Regions from separate parts of the Mus musculus genome. Here region 1 is linked to region 2. Evidence: chromatin contacts called from public promoter capture Hi-C data. All regions are on one chromosome and are shown on one strand. Each heading gives the region's core, a stretch centred on a gene start, on an enhancer-like site or on the middle of the called end of the contact. The rest is flanking DNA. Distances are from core to core; before and after follow the strand shown.

Region 1 (6,747 bases), core at 4,125-6,624, 390 kb after region 2:
CATTTGTGTAATGGAGTTTCATGGAAGGGACTTCATCTTACAGTGAAGTGGACACTCAGCTTTATCTTTAACTGCACGTTAAAGGGAATTTGTTACTTCCTTTGGAATATAGGTTTAAATATCATTTATATTTTATCTTTTTGCATATCCATTTCATAGAACAAACTTGTTTATAAAACTAAAAATAAGGGACCAAAAAAATCAGATTACTTTGTCATAGGTACTTTTCATTAAACATTTGTCAGTCTCAGCTCTTGATGATTTACATGTAAATCAAAGAGAAGAATTAGGTTCTAATTTGGTGTTAGAGGTCAAAATCCCTCTCCATGTCTCTCTGTCCCTTTCCTTCCAGTAAGAGTTCATGTTGTATTGCTTGCTCCTTGTCTTTTGAGTGTTAGTAAGGAAAGACTCTGTTATGTGTTCTCTTTATCAGTCAGTAGTTTTGTGTTTATTGGAAAGGCTGATTAGATCTTGGATTTCTATGTTAATAGTTGATACATAAGCTCTAAGACACTGTAGTTAGTGTTCAGGTAAAACTTAAAATTCAAGAACGCCTGACCTGATGTTCTTTGTTGTGATTTCAGGTGAGGAGCTAGTAGCTCTGAGATAATGAAAGCATGTGACCTATTTGAATCTGTAGTTACAAGTAGAAGATAACCACATTTTAGTCCAACAAGTTGGTAAGCTTAATGCATTTGGCCTAGGAGCATTGCTTTGACACTCCAGAGGTGATTTGAGAACAGGCAGTATGGGAGCCAGGTGTGTGTAGGTACATCTTGTATCCCAGCACATAGGAGGCAGAGGCAGGCAGATGTAGTCTACTTAGTTCCAGGACAGCTAGAGCTACTGAGACCCCATCTCAAGTGGGGGCTGAGGAAACCACAAAAGGGGGCTGGAGAGCTGGCTCTGCCTTTAAAGGCGAGGCTCTCAACCACAGCAGCAGCAAAGGCAAATTGGCTACACCTGTTTTAGCTGGCCCTTCCTTTACTGTAGCATGTGAAAGCTGAGCTTTTTGAAGGTACTTGTACTTAGAATAATGGATTAAAATTTGCATTTTATTTACGTACACATTTGATCTGTTATCTTAAAGTCATCCTCTTGAACTCCCTATTTTCTGCTTATCTTGTGAGATATAAGTAGATAAAAATAAGGAAGTGAGTGGGCTGGACCTGATATCATCAAGCTGTCTTTGTTCTTTCTCAGCAGTGTAAGTTTGAAGCTCACTTTTGATACTTCACATTTGTGCAGTGACTGCATACATTTAAAGTAATGTGATGAACTGGCTTTGGCATTACATACATACATGGTTTGCCAGCCATTATTATGCTGTTAATAGTATACGTTTTATAAAATGCTATCAGGATCTGGGGAGTGGTGATGCACACCTTTAATCCTAGTGCTTGGGAGGCCGAGGCACATGGATCGCAGTGTGTTCCAGGACCGCCAGAGCTACTAGGAGGAACAAATGAAAGAAACAAACAAACAAGCCCAAAACAAAACAAAAACCCAAAGCAACAACAGAAGAATTAGCATAAGAATGCAGGCGTTCCTTAGCTGCTGCTGATCCATTCCTGACTGTATGAAGGGACAGCTGACCTCAAAGTGGGGTCAGTGCACAGTAATGAGCTAAAATTGTAAAAATAAAACAAAAAATAAAAACAAAAAATAAAGCAGCTGTTCTTCCTACAGAGGAAGGCAGCATTATGCAGTTGTCTGTCAGTCATTTGTTAATCTCACAAGGCTTAGAGTGAGGAACTCGGAGTGACTTGCAGTTCGTAGTATTCTATTTGGATATTAGCTAATTCTTCAGTTGGGGACATATCAGAAGCCATTGATGAAGTTTTCAAGATTGAGAGCTTGTCTCTACTTTTGTTAGAAGGTTCTTTGCTTTGACAATGACTTTAGTTAATTTGTTTCTTACCCTCATCCCAATTTCTTCATAAGAGCCCATGTATAAGTCTTACTATAACTTTAAATTTAAGGGATGTTAATCATTGTCCATTTTCTATTCAGTAAAACACAAGAAGTTGATTGGCATTTAGGCAAAACAAAAGTAGAAGAAAATGAAGGCCTTTTATTGGAATGGTTTTAGTTTTGTACACGGTAGGTAGGAAAGTCTGTACTACTGTCCTCTGATTGGCTCTAAACAAGATCCATTCTGCTCTTACTAACACAGAACTTATTGTTTTAGTGATGTAGAAGATCTTTCCCATGGGTTTATTTTAACATTTAATACAAATCTGACTTGCTAGGAGGTTTATAGAGATTTCTTAGCCCTTCCTGCTTGACCGACACAGATCAGCCTCAGTGGAGCTGTCCTTGTGGTACCAGATGTAGCTCAGTTGCTAACTGCTGACCTAGTACATACAGAGCCTCAGCCATCCTCAGCCATCCTCCTCCATCTTCAGCCAGCGTCGAGTAAGTGGGTGTGCCAGTACTGTAATCCCAGTACTTGGAAGGTAGAAACAAAGGACAGGAAATTCAGGGTCATTCTTGGGTAGGTTTTAGGCTCCTCCTCCCCCAGTCCCTATTAAAGAAATAACAGAAACAAACAGAATCTTGTCTTTGAAACGTTACTGATGAAACAAGCAGAAATAGGTACATAGTCATATAAACAGTTTGCTTATAAAAATCAATATATTCATACACATATATACCTTTGCTTGCCTGCTTGGAGTACCACCATATCTTTAAAATAAAAGCCATGTTTATAGAGTACTGAGTTTAAATATCTACAAATACAGATATAGACCTAACTCTTTCTAACCCTGTACCTGGTACCTAGAGTCTCTACGATTGACAAGTTTGTGCTGTATCCCACCTCACCTGCTCATTCATCAGTCTGTCTTCCTTTCTTACTTTATCTTCACTGAGTTGCAGACCTGCGTGGTTTCCATCCCCAAGTTCTTTACAGTGTAGTGTGTTTAGAGCTCAGCATGCACTGAAGTGTACTGTGCCAGGCTTAGCATAGCAAGCTGGGGGTGGTGATGTGGAGTAGCATTGCAGCCATTGGGAAACTGAAAGCGTGGGATATCTGTTGCCTGAGAAATTCAAGGTAACCTAGGCAACATAGTGGAAACCTGCCTTTAAAAACAAGTTTTAAGCATGCTACTTGTAGAATTTGACAGGTGTCTGCCCCTATAAGCTGAAGGCCCTTAAGTACAGAACAGTTCTACCATCCTGGAGAGAGCCTCGTGCTCTCGAGAAGAATACACTAATCCTGAATTGATTTACTCTAGACTACTGTGTGTGAGAGTAGAGCAGCCCAAGACAGTCAGCGTCCAGCAGGACTCTAGCCAGACGCAATGGTGCATGTCTGTAATCCTAGCTCGCAGGAGACTGAGGCATGGAAATTTTGTGAGTTAGAGACCTGTGCTGTCTATGTAGTGAGTGACAGGGCAGCCAGGGCTACAGAGCAAGACCCTGTTTTAAAACCCAACAAACAGTCCCCTGCATTCCTTAGTTATTAAGGAGCACTGACTGAGATTGCTGGATGTTTGTTTTCAGTGTTTATTTTTACTGCCTGACAGTGTCACAGTTTCTGGTGTACGGCGGTCCTTCCTCCTCCAGTATTCTCTTGTTCTTTCCCCATTCCTGCTGAGCCCTTTCTTCCCAGCATCCCTCTCTCCTCTTTCTGTGTGTGCCTGGGTGTGACCCACTGGTTTTCCTGAGTTGTTTGCATGAGCCTTTTCAGACGCATGCGCTAGGCCCACTGTATTTCAGTCATACCTGGGTGAGAATGTTAAATGCCGTGTTTCCCCTTTGTGGAAATGCTCTTGCAGCCCTTCCTCTCCTGCTACTGTGCTTGTGTTCTGTGTAGTAGAGCCTCCATTTCTCTCCTAGCATTTGACTACTTCCCATGTACCACGAGGGCTCTTGTGTCCCTCCCCAGGCTCAGCCTCACACAGCTGTTGCCAGTCCCTGCTCTTACAGTGAGAGTGATGTGTGCTGGCCTGGGCTGGAGGTGGGTATTTCCTCGCTCACATCCTCTTGCCAAGCTCTTACACAGAATTCCTGTGAACTTTCCTCACCGCTGTTTCTCCATGTCTAAGAGCTGGGCTGGAAAGGGTCCGACTCTCAAATAGGTGACTTTTCTTTTCATTTGTAATAAGATAAGGTCAAGACATGTGTCTTGTTATAATTATATAGCCTTGTTTAGTTCGTTTTTGGCTTTAACATGCTTTAATAAATGGAAGACTAGTTTTCTTGCATTGAGATTTGACCAGTTTAACTGGATTTTTCCTACAGTGGTGAGGGCTTCAAGCAGTAGTAAAAAAAATCAAAAATATTTTTGAAAATTCAAATTCATCCATTATTTGCTTTGTGTTGTGTGTCACTGGTGCAATTATTTAAAGATTATAAAAATCAATGCTAGCCTTTAAGCTGATCATTTTTTTTAAAGGTTAAGGATGCCCTGAGAATCTGGATGATCTAGAAGCCCCTCCTTGGGAAGTGAGTGTGCACATCAGATTCTAGGGTGTGTTTTCATTATCTGTTCACCTTTGAGACCTCAAGGAGAAATTCTTGTCTGAAGGAATTAGTTATTAAGAGTAATGGACATTATTAATACTGGGAAATATTAAAAAAAATTAAACTCACGGTGAAAAGAAACAACATGTTCTGTTGCTAGGAGAATATTTCCCAGTGCTGTAATTTGATTTTTCTGGCACCCTAAAGATCATAAGACCTCTTTAATTTTACATTGTTGCAGAATCTTAAATTTAAGGTTGAGTTCCACTTTGTAATGATTTGAAACAGAATAGTTAATGCAGATTTTAAACATTTCTTTCCTTTAAAGCTTTGTGTCTTGTACAATGTGAGTTTGCCAAATTCTCTTCATCTGCTACAGATTAGGTATGCCATTGCTGCTGCCATGTGGCGGCGCCCCGTGCTTCTTAAACGCACTGACTGGAGCTTTGTCGCCTCACTTGTTCACATGCACGGAGCCTGGTAACAGCCCCATCTGTATTTTGTTAGCTTCATTTTCTTATCTTTAGATTTCATTATAAACTCAACATAGCTTTTAAACGTAAAGGCCAGTGTTAATGAGTTAACGCTACTACAAAAGTCACTGCTAAAACTTTTCATGTTGAAACAGATTTTAACTTTTCTTAAAATGATTTATGTTTTAGTTAAGTTATGTGTATAAGCGGGACTGTTTCTACCTGCTATTTTAACTGTGTTTGCCAAATTCTAAATATACTTTTGAAAATGGAAGCTTTTATTTATGTTGCAAAAGTAAGCTTCGGGACTGGGCTGTGTATTTTTATTGGCACGTAACTATTAAAATGAGCTCTACGAGAAGCTGTGCTTAAACAGCCCAAGGCATCAGCCGCTGCTGTAAGTCACCTGTGAGCGCTCGGCTGCTTCAGTCACGCACATGGTAGATGTTGAACTCTGCTCTTTGAACGCTCGTGGAGGCATAGGTATGTTCTGGATCGTTGTATTTAGTTTTGCTTGTTGACAGTTTCCTAGAGAATACTCATAGTATTCTTTTTTAAGAATAACATTTTTCTCTTCAGAAATGCTCATTGTAAAGAAGTTTTAAAAGAAAGAGAAGAAAAGTTTAAAGGAAAGTCACTAGTCTACCACTACAATAAATGAGATGAACATTTTGTTTTGGTTTATTTCAATTCACCTTTGCCCTATATCCTCTTTTCTTAGACATAGTTTAATAAATTGTAACACAGTATATTAGCTGATTTCAATATCCATTTCGTAACTTTATCTTTTAGACTCCTAATTTTGAGTGCTTTGTCTCAGTCCAGGGCTTGCCGTGAGACTTTGTCCGCAGCTTGTCACTGCCAATCTTGTCCGGATGCCCTTGTGTTGCTCGCTGAAATCCTCCAGTGACGGGTGCTTGTCAAGCAGCCATGGGCTTGCAGCAGCCACAGGGATTGCAGTGGTTTATTCTTAGTAACATTTAAGGACCCTTACCATTCACTGTAACAAGATGCATCCAGTTTTGCAAACTGGAATATACTTTGATCATTGCTCCTTTTCCCAATACAGTGTTTAGGGTCAACCCCAGGCCTGGTGCCTGCTAGGCCTGCTAGACCACATCTCAGCTCAGGCTGCTCCCAGCCCCTGGCCTGCCGTCCTTACACAGTTTTAGAATGGAATCCAGTTGCTCTCTAAAGAGCTTCACATTTACCACAGCAGCCCCTGGTCATAAGTTCTTAACTATAACTATGCTCATATACTTCTGGAGTAAATATCCAGATCTCTATTAAGGCAGTAAAATTAAGACACTGCTTTCTTTGAGAAACGCCCCTGTAACTGCAGCACACGGCTTACAGGACAGGATGACCACGTTGTTGTTACACAGTCTCTCAGCCTGACCAACTTGAGATGGACTTTCGCAGCATGGCCACTCTGTGTCCACTGCAGCTGGAGTTCCATGGGCACACACGTCCTTGGTGTGCACAGTGACGTACATTAGTTTTTAAAAAAAATCAGTATCACTTCTGTGTTTTATCATAGAATATATTCAGCTTATATATTTACATGTAATCCCACGGTAATGAGCACTTAAAAATTAAAAATTTCTAAGTCATAGTAATCACTTGTAAAAGGTGGGCAGAGTTGTCTTCACACACACACACACACACACACAGAGTGAGGGAGAGAGAGACAGATACACACATACATTTGAATGAAATTTTAATTTAACTCATGTAATGCCCTTGAGACATGGAAAACGCAGTTGTGAGGTTAAACCATACAAGCTTAAGACTTTGACAGCAT
Region 2 (6,514 bases), core at 1,610-4,109:
CTGGGCAGCAGAACCCAGCATCCCGAGGCTGCCCTGGGAAGAAGAACTGAACATTCCGAGGCCGCCCCTGGGCAGCAGCCCCCACCTTGCACTGCTTCTGTTTCACAGTCACAGGAAGCATTTCATAGTTCAGATGTGTCGGGATAGCTCTTCTCTTAGGTATCCTTTTCAGCTCTTCAAATTTAGAAATGTCTCCCAATTCAATAGGAGAAGTGAGTGTGATGCCAGCGTCGGGAATGCGCTCAATGACTTCTGCCAGCCAATGGGTGCCTGCACACAAACAGAAAAGAGAATGCAGTTTTAATTACATGTTGCAGCCAAGCACTGAGAGCACAAGTAGGTTATGTGAATTCGGCAAGTGTGACTGCTGTGAGCAGTCCTGACTCTCACACCCCTGGAACCTGGTGAAATGCTAACCTGGTTTGTGGAGTAGTTTCCCTTTACAAGAGTGCAGAGGTTTGCACAGGACACTTGCTGTGTCCTTCCCTTAAAATAATTTGTTAGTGCTCCCTTCTAGACCCTTCTGCTCACCAGCTCACATGCGTGTTCCCTAATGTGGTTCCCAAAGCCCACAAGCTCTTCTCCGTTTATAGGCTATCTTCTTTCCTCTCAACCACCCCTCCTCCGCAGTTACTCTCCCTTTTTGTCTCCCATGGAACCCAGCCCCTTCCTCTGCTAGAACACACATCAGAACACAGTTACTATGGCATATGTGTGTGTTCACCTCCCCCTTCACCTTTTGAAGAGTGACACATAGATCTCTCTGTATGAGTAGAACAGTATCTGTGCAGACCAAGCACTTAAATCATAAATGTGCGTCGTATTCAGAGAGATAAAAGGCTGATACCATAGACTCTGAAGAAAGCACAGAGTTCTGTTTGAGTTTCAGTGTTTTGGAAGTGGGATGGGGGTGGGGATGGTGTTGTTGTAAATTGAATCTGTTATTATTGTATTTGCACATAATGTGAGGGAGTGAATGTCAGAGGACAACTTTGCACAGTTGATCTTGTCTTCTGCCTTTTTCGGTGCTCCCTGGATCAAATTCATGTGCCCAGGCTAACACAGCGAGTGCTTTAAGCCACGTGCCTGCCATCTGGTTGGCCCGGTGCTCTCATGTTTGTTTGCAATACGGGGGGGGGGGGATTGTTATACATGGGATGACACAGGGGACCGAACCCTGTTTTCCTTTCATGCTACACAAGTGCTCTTCCCTGAGCATCCCTCCCCCACACCCAGCAGAGAATACAACTCCACACTTTGCTGAAGCAAATGATAGCTGTAGCCCAACTTTGCAGCAGAGAAGCTGAAGCTTGGGGGTGGGGGTGGGGGAGGCATTTTGTTAATTGAAGACTATAGCCTCAAGGAGGTTAAATCCGGCTAGTGTCTTATTTCATTGTGATTTCAGTGATGTGTAACATGAACAACTTCATGGCTGAACAATAAATACTCTGTCTTGCTTTCTAAGTTTCATGTTAAGTGTACTTTACAAAGGTCTTTCTTTCTTAGATTTATTTATTTTATTAGTGGGAGTGTTTTGCCTGCAGATGTGTGTGTGTGTGTGTATCTTGTGAGTGCCTGCTGTCTACAGAAGAGGGCATCAGATTCTCTGGGATTGAAATTGAGCAGAGTGTGTGTGTGTGTGTGTGTGTGTGTGTGTGTGTGTGTGTGTGTGTTCTCAAAACCCCTGACCTTTGTGCACTTTGCTTCTTCCCACACTGATGACCCGATCTAACTGGTGACTACACTGCATAACTGACTGGACGTGGCTGCTCGTTGTTGAACACCTTAACTGTAGCCACCGTCTCTATGTGACCACTACTAAGGAAATTGTAGCAGGCAACTGGATGTTACATAACAAACAAAATTATCATAGAACTAAGTCCAAGAAAGTACAGAGTGGCATTACTTACTCAATGACACCCATGGGTGTACAACTCTGTACGAATCGATTCTGAAGTAAAACTTTAGCAGGGAAAGTATTTACGGCTCTTATTAGTGTAGATGAAAAAAGTTATAGACAATTAAGTATGAGCTGAGCAAAGGTTGTTTAGTCATCAGGACGATCTGGGCAAGATACAATGGGAATCTATCACATAGCTATTTTGCTTATTTCATATGATATATCAACATTTGTGCACCTTCATAAATCAAATGAAGAGGAAAACTTTAGCAGAGCTTCAATCATTTCACTTGAGTCTTTTTAAAGTAAGAAATCTAAATCCTTGAAAGTCATCCCCCCACCCCCAAAAAATGTCTGAGATGGAAACAAAAACAATGTTTCCATTACTGTTGCTTCTCTGTATCTTATAGAACACTAAGTAAATGGAAACAATGTTTCTACCTCTTACTGTTGCATCTCTGTATCTTATAGAACACTAAGTAAATGGAAACAATGTTTCTACCTCTTACTGTTGCATCTCTGTATCTTATAGAACACTAAGTAAATGGAAACAATGTTTCTACCTCTTACTGTTGCATCTCTGTATCTTATAGAACACTAAGTAAATGGAAACAATGTTTCTACCTCTTACTGTTGCATCTCTGTATCTTATAGAACACTAAGTAAATGGAAACAATGTTTCTATACCTCTTACTGTTGCATCTCTGTATCTTTTAGTACATTTTAGGGGGAAACTCACCAGATTTTGGGTAGGAAACCAGAAATATGTCATCTTCTCTAGCATCAAAAGAGTCCAAGGAACCAAGGAGTTCTTCTGAAGACATGGTAGAGAAGAAGATGCCCATGTACTTATGGAGGAGACTTGGCTGACTCTGGCATGACATCTTCCACTGACCCTATTAGAGGCTGTATAGTCAGCACAGTCCCTCCACAAGCCACAGACAAACCTGGCCCTTGGTCACAACCTCAGCAGAGTGGCAGAGGAATCTTGGTATCTCCAAGCTGATATTCCATGTGTCTATATATACCTTTTGCAGCTCTCTAGAAGAATAATTTTTAAACCACAACTGAGCCAATGTCTATTATAAAAGTCATGTTATCTGAATTTTTCTGATAACACAGGTTACAAAATGTGTCCTTCCACTCAGTTCAGGCTCATTTGCATAGAAAACTACCAGGCAGCCAGGAGTAATCACTGTGTTAAGATTGTACCACTATCAAATCCTTTGTCCTAAATAGGTAAAGTCTTTAGTCACTACAATGAATTATGTCACTGAAAGTAATTAAGAAAATTGGGTTTCTACAGTATAGGAAGTAGTCAGTATTTAAAGTTTGAGGGGACACAGCAACAGGGAAATAAGAATGTCTCCAGGAATTGGGAAATACTCTTGCGACAGCCTTTATGAGCTGTAGTTTAGAAGAAATACAGTGATAGTCAGAATACCACACTAAAAAGAGATTTCCTGAGAACACATGCAAACAGGAATCTGTAGAGAGAAGGAAGTTAATTCTTATCTCACTCAATTTTAGTCTTGGTTGGTAATATTACAATATTCCAGATTCAATTAGATATAGTAAAGAAATGCTCAGTTATTTCAATGAAACTCAGTTGAAAATTTGGCTTGTCTGACAATGGAAGGAACATTAATGAAGAAATGGACAAAATTTTAATCGAGTGTCAAAAATAGAGGTTATACTGTAGGGAAAATATCTGAAGAAGAAAGATGCCCATGGCAGTAACAGAAACATATACATAGTAACAGATCATATACACAGGAGATGACAGAGAATGCACTAATAGAATAAACACATGAACGGAGGACAGCAATGAAGTGTCCTGGCTTGCTGTGTTCTAGGACAAGCCAACAGAAAGCAGAGCTTGAGGGTGGGCTGCTCACTTGGTGCAGCTACGTAGCATGTAGGAAGCCAGGAATGGATGCCCAGCCACACAGACACAATGTATAGTGGTACAGATCTACAATCCCAGCACCCAGCAGGTGGAGGCAGGAGGATTGGAAATTCAAGGTCCTTTTTAAAAATAAAACTATTGGCAGGATTAATTTTTGATAGCTAATTTTTGCATAACTACCCATTGGCTCCCTTTTAGATACTTATTTTTACGTAATTAAAATATAATTATTTTAAGTCATTTCTCCCCTCCCCCTCCTCCCTCCTACCCCTTGTAGGTCCTCCCCTCCAAAATTCACACTCTCCTCTTCTTTAACTTTGTTGTTATATATACACATAAACATAAATGAATAAATGTACAGTCAGTACTCAGTACAACATGACTCAGTACTGACAGTGTTGCTTGCATGAACATGTTTCTAGGACTAAGCAATCACTCGGTATTGAAGAACCAATCATCAGGGCTCAAAAAGACTAACTCCCTCCCCCCCCCCCCCAACCCCTCAACCCCTTGTTAAACACTCATAGTTCTTTATCAAGGGGGAAGGCCCATGAGATTTCCACCATCTGCACTGGGGTATCAACTGATGCAGAGTCGTTCAGGTCTTGTTTAGGCAGCCATACTGTTGAGATTTGCATGTGTTCAGTTTCCCTAGGATGGCTAGAAAGTACAATCTCACATCAGACCTCCTGCTCAGATCATGCACTCTTCTCTCTTTCTCGATGCAGATCATGCACTCTTCTCTCTTTCTCGATGGCCTCTGAGCCTTGGGTGCAGGGGCTGTGTGCTAGATGTACTCGCCTGTGCTGAGCACCCTGTGGTCTCTTGTTCTCCCTATTTTGACCAACAATGGTTTCTGCAACAGTCTCCATCTGTTGGGAACACAAGCCCTTTGACAACCGGTGAGAGCTACACTCACCTGTGGATACGGGAACAAGTATTTCAGATGCAGTAAAGAATTATGTAATGGGTGGAGTTTCCTCTTTAAGACCCATGACCTCATTAGTTCTGGGTAGTTGAGTAAATTTCTAGTATCAGATGATTTCCTGCCTGTTGAATGGGCTTTAAGTCCAACTAGCCAGCTGTTGGTTATCATCAAGGGGAAGTGCTGCCTTTGCTAGCCAGATGTTGGTTATCATCAAGGGGAAGTGCCGCCTTTGCAGCTTTAGGGATATCTTGCCATGCTAGTCCTGTGGTTTCTGCTCATTACAGCTGGGTAGGACTATTGATCGTTTTCCTCCCTTGGCAGTTTGCATATCAATTTCCGGTACTATGGAAACTGGTACACCTCCTCAGGGAGGAGGCTCTCCCGTCAGTTCCAGCTAAAATCCTGAGTCCTATGTCCAAAGTACATGGAGCCCTCAGCAATAGGGTCTTACCTCCCATGACTGGGAGGCAAGCAAGAGCAATAACAATGGCATTTGCTGAGTCTCTTGGGCAATCCTGATCAACAATTTGGAAGGAGGTTTCTCATGCCTGATATTAGGGTTTTTAACCAAAGAATCCATGGCTCTTTGTCACACCAAGTGAAATAACTTCATTTAAGATATATAATGAGTATATCTATGTAATTTTAAGATTCCCCATATCTTTTTCAAGCATGATTAGTGTAATTTATCTTACATCCTCTTCTTTATTGTCGTCCCACCCACCTCGCCAAACAAAGCCCCTCCCTTGTTTTTCCCAGTTCTCTCTTCTTCATATCATCTGTATCCCACTATTATACTCTCTGAGCTCCCTCTGCACCCCCAATCCTGGTCCCTCATTCCTGGTTACTATAGTTACTCACACCTGAAGATTTAGAGTTAGAAACCACAGATAAGAGAGAAAATGTAATGTTTGTCTTTCTGGGCCTGGGTTACCTTACTCAGTATACTAACTATCTTTCTAGTCATTCTTGGTTACATGGCGAGTTCAAAGTCAGCCTGGCTTACATGAGATCTTGTCTCAGAAGAAGAAAAGAAGAATTTGAGAAAGGATTTGCAAACCAATGCTATTTATGATAATATATTAAAAAAAAAAAACAACCCAAGTCTTTAAGTATTGATCTAACATGCTGCGCTCAAAGCAATGTACAAGGAAAGAGCCAAGCACAGCCGAGATCATTAGTGAGTGCTTAGACAGGAATAATAGCAATCAATTCTATCGCAGAGCCTATGATTCAGGATTATTAGGGCGCCTTAATTTGCCTTATGATTTATAGTCAATTCAGTTAGATCAAAATCCGAATAGGCAATTGCACTTGTCTAAATGCACATGAGGGATTGCCAGCTGGCAGCGTCTATGCAGAGACACACAAAGGTCCTAGAGTAGCCTAAGAAATCTTAAAGAGGGATGCCAAAGAGCAGAGGTCACTAAGGCTGATGTAGGCTGAACCCAAGACTGCGCATATAGACCAGAGGAATGGCAGAAAGAGTTCAGAATATGATACACACATAAGTGGTCACTTGATTCTGGACAAAGATGATTTTGAGTAAGTAGAGGAATTATCTTTTCAACGAATGAAACATTCTTAGACGTGACATGAATCCCACCTTATATACAGATAGTTATACATTTAAGTCTTCTAGGAGAAAGCTTAGAAGTATATCTTCAGAATCTTTGGTAAGCCAAAGATTTCTTCAAAATGATAGATGAAAAGGCTAACTGTTAAAGCATTATAACTGGACTCTGTCAAGTTAGGAAGTACTGTTGGCTAAAAGCTG

Evidence for each region. Promoter capture Hi-C pulls out the DNA fragments that hold promoters and counts their contacts.
Region 1: a promoter capture Hi-C map of liver shows a contact between it and region 2, with 2.1 times the contacts expected there. The contact joins the enhancer-like site here to the promoter of Sult6b2 in region 2. A contact is called at or near these places in 6 of 39 promoter capture datasets (the 3T3-L1 cell line, the HPC-7 cell line, HPC-7-derived erythroid cells and 3 more) and 1 of 484 Hi-C or Micro-C datasets (nephron progenitors).

What each region holds. Positions count from the first base shown.
Region 1 is chr6:143,188,012-143,194,758 of GRCm38.p6, forward strand. The region is part of intron 4 of Etnk1 (ethanolamine kinase 1); the gene reads left to right. Among named protein-coding and RNA genes, the nearest start is that of Etnk1, 24 kb to the left of the region's middle. Within about 2 kb of position 5,375, at least 6 of the 459 cell types and tissues checked have an H3K27ac peak or open chromatin away from gene starts, as enhancers often do. A contact at or near this core is called in liver, where this site is marked.
Region 2 is chr6:142,801,607-142,808,120 of GRCm38.p6, forward strand. Sult6b2 (sulfotransferase family 6B, member 2) reads right to left here and starts at 2,860. Exons shown (of 6, transcript NM_001145390.1): 1 at 2,640-2,860; 2 at 86-270. The coding sequence starts at 2,784.